Regions from separate parts of the Oryzias latipes genome. Here region 2 is linked to region 1. The links are chromatin contacts, called in public Hi-C maps. All regions are on one chromosome and are shown on one strand. Each heading gives the region's core, a stretch centred on a gene start, on an enhancer-like site or on the middle of the called end of the contact. The rest is flanking DNA. Distances are from core to core; before and after follow the strand shown. Region 1 overlaps ergic1 (endoplasmic reticulum-Golgi intermediate compartment protein 1). Region 2 holds the start of LOC101170891 (zinc-binding protein A33).

The links. A called contact is a pair of places that touch in the nucleus more often than the background predicts.
Region 2: a contact with region 1 is called in a Hi-C map of embryo, with 2.7 times the contacts expected there. The contact joins the promoter of LOC101170891 here to the enhancer-like site in region 1. A contact is called at or near these places in 4 of 5 Hi-C or Micro-C datasets (embryo and fibroblasts).

The regions. Positions count from the first base shown.
Region 1 is chr10:19,010,109-19,015,662 of ASM223467v1, forward strand. ergic1 (endoplasmic reticulum-Golgi intermediate compartment protein 1) reads left to right here. Exons shown (of 10, transcript XM_023959282.1): 10 at 138-1,033. The coding sequence ends at 245. It overlaps flt4 (fms related tyrosine kinase 4), which reads right to left. Exons shown (of 30, transcript NM_001172043.1): 23 at 4,746-4,868; 24 at 4,560-4,671; 25 at 4,375-4,474; 26 at 4,037-4,142; 27 at 3,830-3,954; 28 at 2,849-2,969; 29 at 2,604-2,689; 30 at 1,824-2,037. The coding sequence ends at 1,824. Among protein-coding and RNA genes, the nearest start is that of LOC110015764, 16 kb to the right of the region's middle. Within about 2 kb of position 1,358, at least 3 of the 8 cell types and tissues checked have an H3K27ac peak or open chromatin away from gene starts, as enhancers often do. A contact at or near this core is called in embryo, where this site is marked.
Region 2 is chr10:19,093,428-19,098,925 of ASM223467v1, forward strand. LOC101170891 (zinc-binding protein A33) reads right to left here and starts at 2,789. Exons shown (of 7, transcript XM_011492158.2): 1 at 2,655-2,789; 2 at 1,986-2,341; 3 at 1,208-1,303; 4 at 112-345; 5 at 17-30. The coding sequence starts at 2,270. It overlaps LOC111948024 (a long non-coding RNA gene), which reads right to left. Exons shown (of 3, transcript XR_002874012.1): 2 at 5,411-5,449; 3 at 3,244-4,603.

The DNA of each region.
Region 1 (5,554 bases), core at 108-2,607:
GTTAAGGTTTGCGTCTTAGGAGATGACTGTTCTTCCAGGCGTTATCATTAGTCACAGCCGAGGAGCATCGAGAGAAGCCTGTTGTGATGCTGACCACAAAACCTTCAAACGCTTTTCTTTTTTTGATATTCCTGCAGATTTGTGCCATCGTAGGAGGGACCTTCACCGTCGCTGGAATCATCGACTCCTGCATATTCACCGCCTCCGAGGCCTGGAAGAAGATCCAGATAGGCAAGATGTCCTGATAACACAGACTGGGCTCTTATTTATATGTGGCACGATGCTAAGCCTGTTTGCTAAATCCCACCTCAAAAAAACAAAAGAAAAAACTTTTCTCGTGGAGGTTTTTATTTACCACTATGAGTCTACGACATGAGATATAGCTACCAGGCTTGCATGGCTGCGTATCTTTTACCCAAGATCCTCTCAGGGCTCCATCCGCTCGTCTGACGCGTGGACTATCACATGTCGGTCTCCTCCGTCATTGGAGGTCAGAGAAGGGAAGAGGCCATCTCTTGTTACTTTGGGGATATATTTTAAAGAACTGTGTGCCGGATTGAAGTGAAGTACGTTTTCAAGTGTCAAGTCACATTCGGTGCATCACCTGTGTGACTGCAGATCAGTGTAAAGTGTGCAAGAGACGAAATTGCATTGGTTTCCTGCTCAGTCAGCGTCAAACCACACGTTTTTCACGGTTTTTTATGTTTTATGGTAAAAAAACGAAACTGAAAGTCCTTTTTTTTCCCAAAAAACTCACATAATTCCTATTTTCTATCTTCAGTGTTCACCCGTTTGCCTTGAGATCTTGTTTATTTACATAAAAATTGGTTTTTGAAAGGTCAGTTTTAGGTTTTCTCTCTGTGCTCCATTTTTCTAAGGTTTCTATCTCTTTATACTGTTTCTATTGCAGCCTCTTTGTTGAAGTATGGTAACAACAAACCCTAAAAACCTGTTCTGCCTGAAAAGACGCCCATTTCTGCCCTGGATTTCTGTAGGGCTGTTTCCTACTCCAGTAAAAGCACATTTCAAATCATTGTTTGCTTTGTTTTCTTATCATTTTAAAAGCCTACTCCAAGTTATTGACTTAATTTGATTAATATAGTCATTAAAGCTAGATTTAGGCGACAGTAATTCATATCTTGAAGCAGTAGCGGTGTCCCAGAGTGACCCGGTGTCGCTGCCCGCCTCACATGTCAGAGTAAACCCCTCCCGTTCAGGGATGATTTGTGTGACTCTCCAACATGGAAGAGGTGGATTTTGCATCCTGTCATTTCCTGCAGCTGAAGCCGACGCCCAGCAGGGAGTCATCTGTGCAGCGAGCCGGCTTTAAGCTGTCACAGCGCTCTCCACGATTACGTCCACGGCCTAATGAGAGCTTCTTAACGTGACTCACCTCCTCAGCTGGCCTACATTCTTCTGCCGGCAGTCGTCATTTGTTGCCACTGCTGCGATTCAGTATCCTTGATCTGCTGAAATGCGCTCGTCTCGACTACTCTGCTGCCACTCAATGGGAGGCCAGATAAACATTCGAAAGAACTGGAGGATAAAAGTCTTTATTTGTTCTTGTATAAAGTATAACTTGCAAAAATAGAGGAAGAATACTCTGTATATAAAAGACATAAAATAATGAATGACTTGACAATATTTTGGAATTGCAGTGCTGCCACCCAGTGGCTGGTTAGAGCACGTTCAGTTCATCTGTTGAGGCTCTACAGGAGGGAAGGAGATGCCAGCTCTGGTTATAACCCGACCTTGAAGCAGAATGCTCAAACCTTTAACCCCCCTTTTTTTTTCTCCCCGTCTTTATATTTTTGGGGGTGGGATCAGACGTTAGAGGAGGCCAGGCAGGGGGCGTTTGGTGAAGAGTAGAAGTCAAGGAAGCCCTCCTCGGACAGGTGTCCGTACTCGTTGTTGTAGAAGGTCTGTCCTGACAGCTGGTTGAAGAAGCTGGGCCGCAGCCGGGAGCTGCTGGTGTTCTGACCCAGAGAACAGTGGGAGGAGGTCAGAGGCTCGGTGCTGCTGGTGCTGCTCATCCGACTGGAAGAACACAGTTTATTCATTTTTTAAACGATATAAAGTTCTGCAAGTCCTTTCATTTAAACCTGTGACATGTTTTCTGTGATTTTTGATCAATTCTTTTTGGAAAAAGAGCTCCAATCATGTTAGAAGCAAGTTTGGGTTTTTATTAGAACAGGGTCAGCCTCTTTGTCACTATTAGGAGATCAAGGAGAAACAAAGGAACATAAAAGCCTTTTTAGATAAACACCAAGGATCTTCCACATCAGTTTTGAGTCAGAGCTTCATTAGAAGTTTGCCAAAAAGCTTTTGTGTTTTAAGATGACTCATACCCTCACTCTTTTCATGCAAATCTGGTTCCTCAACTCGCAAAACTGAGAGTAAACACTGCGCCCTTTCCAATGAAGAGTGACTCCTTTCTGACCCAAACATGGCAGATCTTCAGTGAAAACATCTTTTGTAAACCATTTACTTCAATTTGTCAGTGAGTTATGAGCATGCGTCTGTCCAAAAGTCAAAACAGTTTCTTCATCTCTTGACTGTTTATGTGCATCCTTAAGGGGTTTCTTAGAGTTTCAATAACAAACCTTTTCAGGATGGCCCCCCTGTGGCTGTGCTCAAGTCTTTCAAATTCTTCCGAGGCCAGAACCATGCCGCTGTCAGTCTGGTTTTCCTGGCAGGAGACAAAGTTTCACACCAGAACAGTCAGGTGGTTGTTAAGTAATCGGCTAAACTACGGACCATTCCCACCAACGGCGGCTGTTATGGATTCAGAACTATTTGACTGAAAATTTAGCAGCTTCACTTTTCAAAAATAGGATAAAAAGCTTACTTGAGGAGCTTTGTGGGAATGCATCTCCAAAGGGAACTCCTCAAATGTCTTCACTCTGGGCTGGCACGCTTTAGCGGGCTCCAGGAAGACGCAGCCAGCAAATGGTACACAGTTGTAATACCTGTTGGAGAAACTGGTATTTTTTTTAACGGTTTAAACAAGGGATGTACAACTTTTACAACTAAATAAGCCATTTGGTGCAGCTTCTTACAGAACAAAACTCAGCGAGAGCTGCTAATTCCCACTTTATCGTTTATCGATGCTTCTTAAAGGTAGCGTTTTAATAATGCAATATTTGAATCATAAGTATTTATAATTTTCTATGTCAAAAAATTACATTTTCTTTAACCTTTAACAGCAGCACGCACACGTTCCTTTCAAAATAAAATACATCCTGCGTCAAATAAGATCCTCCTGCTGCAGCAAACTCACTTGAATTAAAAAAGCAAGAAAGTCAAACATGACATTTTCTCTTATTATGACTTTGGTTCAGTTTTATCTTTTGAAAAAATTGTAGAATCCTTTTTTAAAACCTAAACATGTAACTACAATTATATATTTTTTATACTTATAACAATATACTTTTAGTTTGAACAAGCTAATCTCATATGAAGATGTAGAAAAAAAACGGATTCCCTAAAGTTAATTTCCCAGTTTGCTCTTTTTTTGTGTGTTAATATAAGGCATCTGTAATTAAGTAAAATAAAAGTAAAAATTCAAATAAGAAAAAAAAATCAAACTGGTCAAATTTGCATTAACGCCAAATTAAAATATTAATCACTTAAACATGATTAATTATTCAAAAGAAAGAAACAGTTGAGTAAATTACAATTGAAATTAAAAAAAATCATTATGCATTTATGAACATATAACAAATTAGTTAGTCATACTGGAAATGTCTTAAATTGTCGGAAATCTGGCAAATGTGGTTGCCTAAACAAATTAAACTTCTCTGGATTCGGATGTCTCTGAGCTGAGTACCTGGTAGGCAGCGTATTGCAAGCCAGTCTCAGTTCTTCCTCAGATGCGGGGCGCGAGGAGGCCTGTGAGAAACCATCATCTTCCGAACTCTGGGATTGATTCAGAGGGTTGTACTCCTTCCCATCCTAAGAAAAATGTACCAAACAAAAGACTTTAATTTTTCCTAGTACAACTTTTCCTTGATGTTGCGTCTCCTGTAAGACTCACAGGTAGGCTGTTGTCCTGCAGTAAGTCCCCCAGAATCTGAACCAGGGCAGGAAACGGCGGCCTCTCTTTGGGCTCGCCCTGCCAACAGCCCAGCATGATTCCATATCTGCCACAAGAGGGCAGCACAGTCACGACAAAGTACCCACAAATGTATTCATGTACACGAATTTAATCCTGCCTCATTTTCTAGATGTGGGTGTCAGCTGAATGAAGGATGAGAAAAAAATTTAGTCTCACAGCTGCCTTGATGAGTTAAAGGGATTTACGGTTATAAATCCAATTTGACAGGGGAAAAAAAACACCCTATTTTATTCAGCAAATGCGGAAAGGGGAAATACATTTCCGGGGAGGCAGTCTCGGGTGCTCTCATTCTGACGCCGTCTTTTAAGCGTTTGCAAAAGTCTTCATCGATCTGCACACCCGGGTAAGGAGATGCACCTATTCGTAACAGAAAAAAGAAAAAAACCTCATCAATCAGCATGCCAAGCTTTCATTAATGTTGTTATCAAGTGATTACATTTACCAAGTGAAAAGATTTCCCAAAGCAGGACCCCAAAAGACCACACATCACTCTGACTGGTGTAGACTTTGTCAAAGATGCTTTCAGGAGCCATCCACTTTAAAGGCAGGCGAGCCTGGGAGAGCACAGAGAGGCCATGATGCAAACACAGGGGTCACTCTGTGACTATGAGCCTGAGAGGGGCCATACATTGCCTTTCCTGACGTAATCGGGGTCTTTGTAAATGTCTCTGGCCAAGCCAAAGTCGCAGATCTTCACGATGTTGTTCTCTGACAGGAGAATATTCCTGGCGGCCAGGTCTCTGTGGATACACTGCAGGCACACGCATGCATCATTACCCCTGCGGTAAGCTGTTGGATCAACTGTGTGCATGCATCACTCGTATGCAGCATCAACTAGGGGGAAAGCAGCTTTGGTGTGTTAAAATGCGTCCTGGAATGTGGCTGTGTTTGTGACTGTGTGTCACGCCGGTACCGGGACTCTGTGGAGGATCAGCAGCAGATCCCACCTGATTCCCAAAGCTGTCAACTAAATGTACTTACAGGAACTGATGGGCTTTTGTGGGTCATTTAAATGCAGCCTGTTTGCTTGAAACCCTTCCTCCATAATTATTAGCAAAGCAGCCTCTAACTTCATTATTAATCCATTCATTCTAGTTAATATGAACAATGACAAATTGAAACAATGAGGTTGCAAAAAATAAAAATATAACAAACTCAGTTCATAAAAGATTGACAAATGCGGTTACAAAACCTTAAAGACCCACTCCTATCATCTTTTGATTCATTTTTAAATTATCTTTAAAATAGTTAGTTGTACATCCACTTTCACAGCTAACTGCTATGAGTTCAGCTAACTGAAAAACATTTTAGCTGCATTCTAACCTAAATTTGTCTTTTGTATCTTTATTAATATCGAAACTTTATTGTTCACCAGCTCTGATGACATGCAAAGGATTCATTTGAAAACTGGTAACGGAAACTGTCAAATTCTTTGAA
Region 2 (5,498 bases), core at 1,539-4,038, 85 kb after region 1:
AAATTGAGAATCTTACCTCAATTGTGGCAGCTGTTGGAAAAATAAAATAAAAATAAGTTTAAACCCAATTTTCTGTTTTTAACAAAGTTGTTTATTTTTAAATTGACTAACCTCTGCTGGTTCAATGTTATCCACTGCAGAGCTAAACTGCTGCAGCACTTGCATGTTTTCCTCCAGATCTGTTATGGCAGATTCCGAAGCCTCCAGGTGGCGCTGTACCTTCTCCAGCTGCTCCTCCTGCTCTCGTGTGACCTGCTCCAGCATGGAGGTTTTCTCCTCTTCCAGAATCTGATGGAGAGCTTGGAATTCACCTTTGATGCGTGTCTTTATGTCTGTCCCAACCCTCTGATGCGTAGAAAAAGAATTTCTGTTAGATTGCCAGAAAAATATATAATTTGAGCTTTTTTAAACAACTAATATGTTATAAGATAACTCAAACGTCGCAAATGAGAAATATTACATTAAAATGAACAGCCAATGCAGCGTCTTTGAGATGATTGACATTTTGATCAGTCACACAAAAATGGGAAAATTCGAGTTAAAACTTCTTAAATAATTATTAAAAAACATAAAACACAAGGTTAATTGTACTGTCAAAGCTTCAAATTGTATGTTCTATCTTATTAAAAAAATATCTTCAGAATAAAAGCTGCTCTTTTTGGGCTCACAGGCCCCTTTAATCCTGTAAACCTGCAAACTCTAATGCCACAATTTTTTAATGAGTTTGGTTCAAGTGATTATGAAAGAAGTCCTTGTTTGTTTATTTGTTTTTCTCTTTCCGTGACGAGTAATTTCTCCTCTGTGAGATTAAAAAAGATTATTTCAACCACCTAATAGTGAGTTGGGGGGGTTTTGCCGAGATGTAACTGCCTCAGGGGTAAAATTGTTTCATTTTCAAAATAAAACCTTTATAAAATACTCTAATACTCTATAAATCAGCTGCTGTTTTGAACTGATGTATATTTAATGTACATCAATTCAAAATAGATTTAGTATTTTATTTTTTAGAGAATTTCATGACTCAAAAAGAGGCGGGATAAATAATTGGCCAAAAACTGATTGGATTTCTATTTTTTGGCATCAGAATATTCTACCTCGATGCACTTTTTTGGTGTGTATCTACGTCTGCGACTATGCACACATCCTGCAAATAACAGGTTCTGTTCAGTGCTACCAGTCTGGATCCCCAAAGAGTGAAAGTGCGTACGTTTATGACATTGATGAGGTCTTTGTCTTTGCGGACACCAAGGATGAAGTTCTCTTTTCTTTGGCGGTGGCTCTCCATCATCTCCCTGAGTTTTTTCTGTAATCAAATCAAATCAACCTTTATTTATAAAGCACTTCTCATCCATGGTGACACATGGGGTCTAAACCAAAATAAATACTGAAAAATAGAGCCCCAACCCCACCTGCAGTATGGCAAGCAGCACAGAAGCTTCATTAAGACCAAAACAAAAAAATATGCTGCTTAAGCATATTTGCACACCGATCAGTAAAAACATCCCAAACCACAGGCCTAAAAACCAAACAGTTTCAATTCATCTTCCTCTCAGCAAATATTTCCATAGTAATCCCACTTTAGATTGAAAACTTCTTGGCTTTCAAAAGGAACAAACAAAGCAGACATCAGAAGTTAATGATCAATCTGTTTCACCCCCGTCCAGCCTTTAAGCTCGCACTAACAGCTGCCGTGTGCCGCCTTATCATTGCTGCAGGGATCAATATGGTTTCCTGGAGAAAATGCAGATAAGTTCGCCTCCGTGATTTCAAAACACGGAGAAATGAACAGCCTTCACCGCTGGGGACGAATCAGTGACGCTAAAAAGGGCAAGTTCATGACCAGGACTGAATACTAGACTGTAGAAATGCATGTGGCGAGGCAAGATGTCATCCAGAAAAGGTGGAGGGTGTGGCACACAACACGACTCAACCTGCACAACTTTATTTAAATGCAAAGAAAAAATGAAATGAGAGTCCATGCTCACCTCCAGGCTCTTGGTGTAGGAGTCTGAGGTGGTGGCACGGACCTTCTCCACCATAGCCGCCACCAGGAAGTTGGTCTGAAACTGTTTGGAATGGAACTCCTTGCGGCACTGCGGGCAGCTGACGGGTCCCAGAGTTCCCCTCCAGTACCTGGAGATGCAGGGTTTGCAGAAATGGTGCATGCAGGGGAGCATGACGGGCTCCCGGAACAGATCACAGCAGATGGCACACGTCAGGTCCTCCCTCAAGCTGCCTTTGGAGGAGGAGGATGGAGCAGCGGCAGCCATGATGGAATGGATCTCCTCTCCCAGATCAGTCCAGACGGAGAAGTGAAAGTAGAAGCACCTTTCCTCTTTTTCTGAAAAAACAAAACTCTTTATGCCAACAAATATGTTTCTCATTTCCTCTTCTAACACGAGAGAAATGTTGGACTAAATGTTGCGCTTGATGTGCCCTTGCACCCGTTAGATTAGGGCTGCAGCAGGTTAAGCAAAAACACTGACAGTCAGGCGAGTGTCACGCGGGCTTCCGCGAGCTAGCTTACTTCGGTGTTGTTGTGGAAGTCAAACTTGAGTCTTTTGCTCCCGTGTCTGTGCTCAAACCGCCTTCAACCCGCTTTAATAAGATCAAAGCCGAAGCTAGAAACTTCTCATCAACGTGAAAAAACTTACGTGGTCAAGATACGCTTCAAAGTCCGTCGCTTGTTTGTCTGATCCGCTCCTGCGCAGCCTGGTCCGACGCTTTCGAATCTGCGCGTGCGCACACCGGAAACCCCCCTCCAGCTGAGGGCTGATGTTTTGGTGTCAAAGTTTGCTGACATGAAAAAAAGCTGCTGCCTAAGCTTTATTTCCACTTCAACAAAACTTCCTGGTTCCACGTTCCTTTTTTTTTTAAACTTTGTTTTGACACAAATAAGAAAAAAGTCACGAGGAATGTCCAAACATCAAAGTATGACACAGAAATCTTTTTTATTATTCATGTTACTGTGTGCTATCTAACAGTTTTACAAGTGGATATTAAATGAATCATTCAAAAAGGATTCTTTGAGGCTCAGTCATGTTTACTTTTTGACAATGGAAGGTCCTATTATCTTTGTGGGAGACAGAGATTGTACACCTATAGTTTTTTTTTAATAGTTATTTTATTTATTATTATTTTATTTTAAATAAAGCAGCATGACATTGTCAAATTTGAGCAGATTATTTGTCACTACAGGAAAAGAAAACACATACAGAAAAAAAAAACATCATACACCTCATTGCAACTATTAAGATATAATTTGATGATTTACTGAGGACAAAAATATTCAAGTTTAAACAGATGACAACCTGTAAATACAAATAAAAAGAAAAACATATTTCGCACTACAAAAGCTAATGAAAATGGACTTTTTTTCTTTACAAACTCAAAATTGTGGCCCTTCTCCCGCTTTTTTAAAGCATTATAACCTGTTGTTCCACACTGTGCGTTTTATAAAAAATGAACACAAGTCAACATTTCAAACCAGATTAGAATGTGTAATGTTAAAAAAAATCACTTAATATTATGCATCATGCATGGTGTATTTACTCTACCCAGCTGTTGACTCTTGCACTTTTTCCATAAAATTCAAAGAGGAAGATGAATTCAGATGAAGTTGTAAGAGCACCTGTGGTTAATTCAGGTCATGCGTGCAGTTTTATTTAACAAACGTGGAGAAAAAGAAGGGTGAGAAACAGTTTGGCTCCTGCATGCGGCAGGTCTGACCGTATTTTGCAATAAAAGATATCTTCCCTCTGAGGCGTCATTGAAACTTCCCACACGGCTGATTACCTCTCCTATCCAATATGCAAACTTCAGACAGTCCATCCTTTTTAATCAGGAGCTTCAATCACAGGCGACTGAAAGGCTTGCATTTGCATTACATAGTGTCCAACTATCGAGCGAGAAACTGGAAAAGCAAAAGGGGAAACGGACAAATTGGATTTTTGTTTGTCTGTCTGTCTTTCACCCCCACATTTAGTAACTCATAAAACCAGCAAACAGTGAATAATAAGGTCAGGATTCCTGCTGTTTCATCAGATGGAGGGAATGGTCCTCAAAACAGAGATGGAGGCTAATCACACACTTTTGTCTATCTCAAGAACCAGGCTTAATTTCCCGTGTTTTGCACGAGTTCTTCAGAGCTCATCTGACTTTCAAATTGGGTTCGTTTATAGAAATGAAATTTAAGATAAACACAAGAAAAAGATGACACATTTGGTTGTCTATTTATTCTAACGTCTGATTGATTTGAGTGGAAATTATCCAACATTAAAAGAAAGAAAAGGAAATACATCAGGTTTTAAAAAGCTAATTTAAATGGTTCAACCCTTCTCCTTTTTTGGCTTCAAAATCAGAAGAGAAATATTTCCTCATTATTCTATATTTGTAATGGGAGCAATAAAGGAGATCTCTGATAGACAAGGAGACTTTCTAATGATCTTGTGATTGGAGTAAGAGCTCCTTGATGTGTCCACAGTGTTTATAAGGAATTCTGCTCTTTTTTCAGATGCCAGTTGATCAAAAGAAGTCAGTTTGATGCAGTCTGGAGGGTTAGCTGTTTGTGGCTGAGCAGATCAGTGGAGTTCAGCCGCTGTTGCTGTGAAGGGGAACATTCAGAACCTGTGTCAGTGAAGCGCAACAGAAAAGCAGAATATTTCATCCACATATGAAATTGGAAAAGTTTGTTTTGGAGAGGTTCAGTCAGAGTCCAGAGGTTAAAGGAATAAATAAAAACACTGAAGAGACGAGGAATACAAATGTTTTAGGCTGACAAACTTCCTTTCTTCGTTTTTTCATATTGCATTCAATGTTCTCTGCTTTTGTTTTCCTCTTCCATAATTAATGATGCAGCAGCAGTTTGTACTGAGTGTTGAGGGTTTGTCCGGCGCTGATGACTGCACTGGTCACGATGTCAGGAGTATTATCGGTGACACTTGTGCAGCTTATAATTTCATCTGACTAACAATCTCTTCACACAAAGTTGAAATAAGTTCTGCTTTGATGCAAAGTTTGCAACCTTTTTTCAAGTCATAGTGAAGAACAAGACTCAATGCAACCATTAAACCACTAATTTCTATTAAAATTGATTAAAAAATAAAATAAAACTGTTGATCCAAAAGTTGACCACCTTTCAGAGACAAACATTTGCGTATATTTCCTGTTGAGTAATCCTTTAGTCATCCTCTCCCAAACCCCAATAAAAACCCTAATTTTACAAAATAATTGTGTTATCTAAAGAAAGCAGTAAATTGCTAACTAAGCTATATCATTAAATTTCACATTTCTGCATGAATTAGTTAACCTTTAACCTCTTCATGCCATAAATTTAGAGTTCTATTTAATTTTAGCACCACCTTAAAGGGAAAAAAAAATATGTGGAAAAAAACTTTTTTTTTACACGTACCGGTAATTGGAAATGAATCCAGGCATGAAAGGGGTTAACCTGAAAAAAAGGAAACTTTCTTGAGTGTTGTACTCCTCTCAAAAATTAT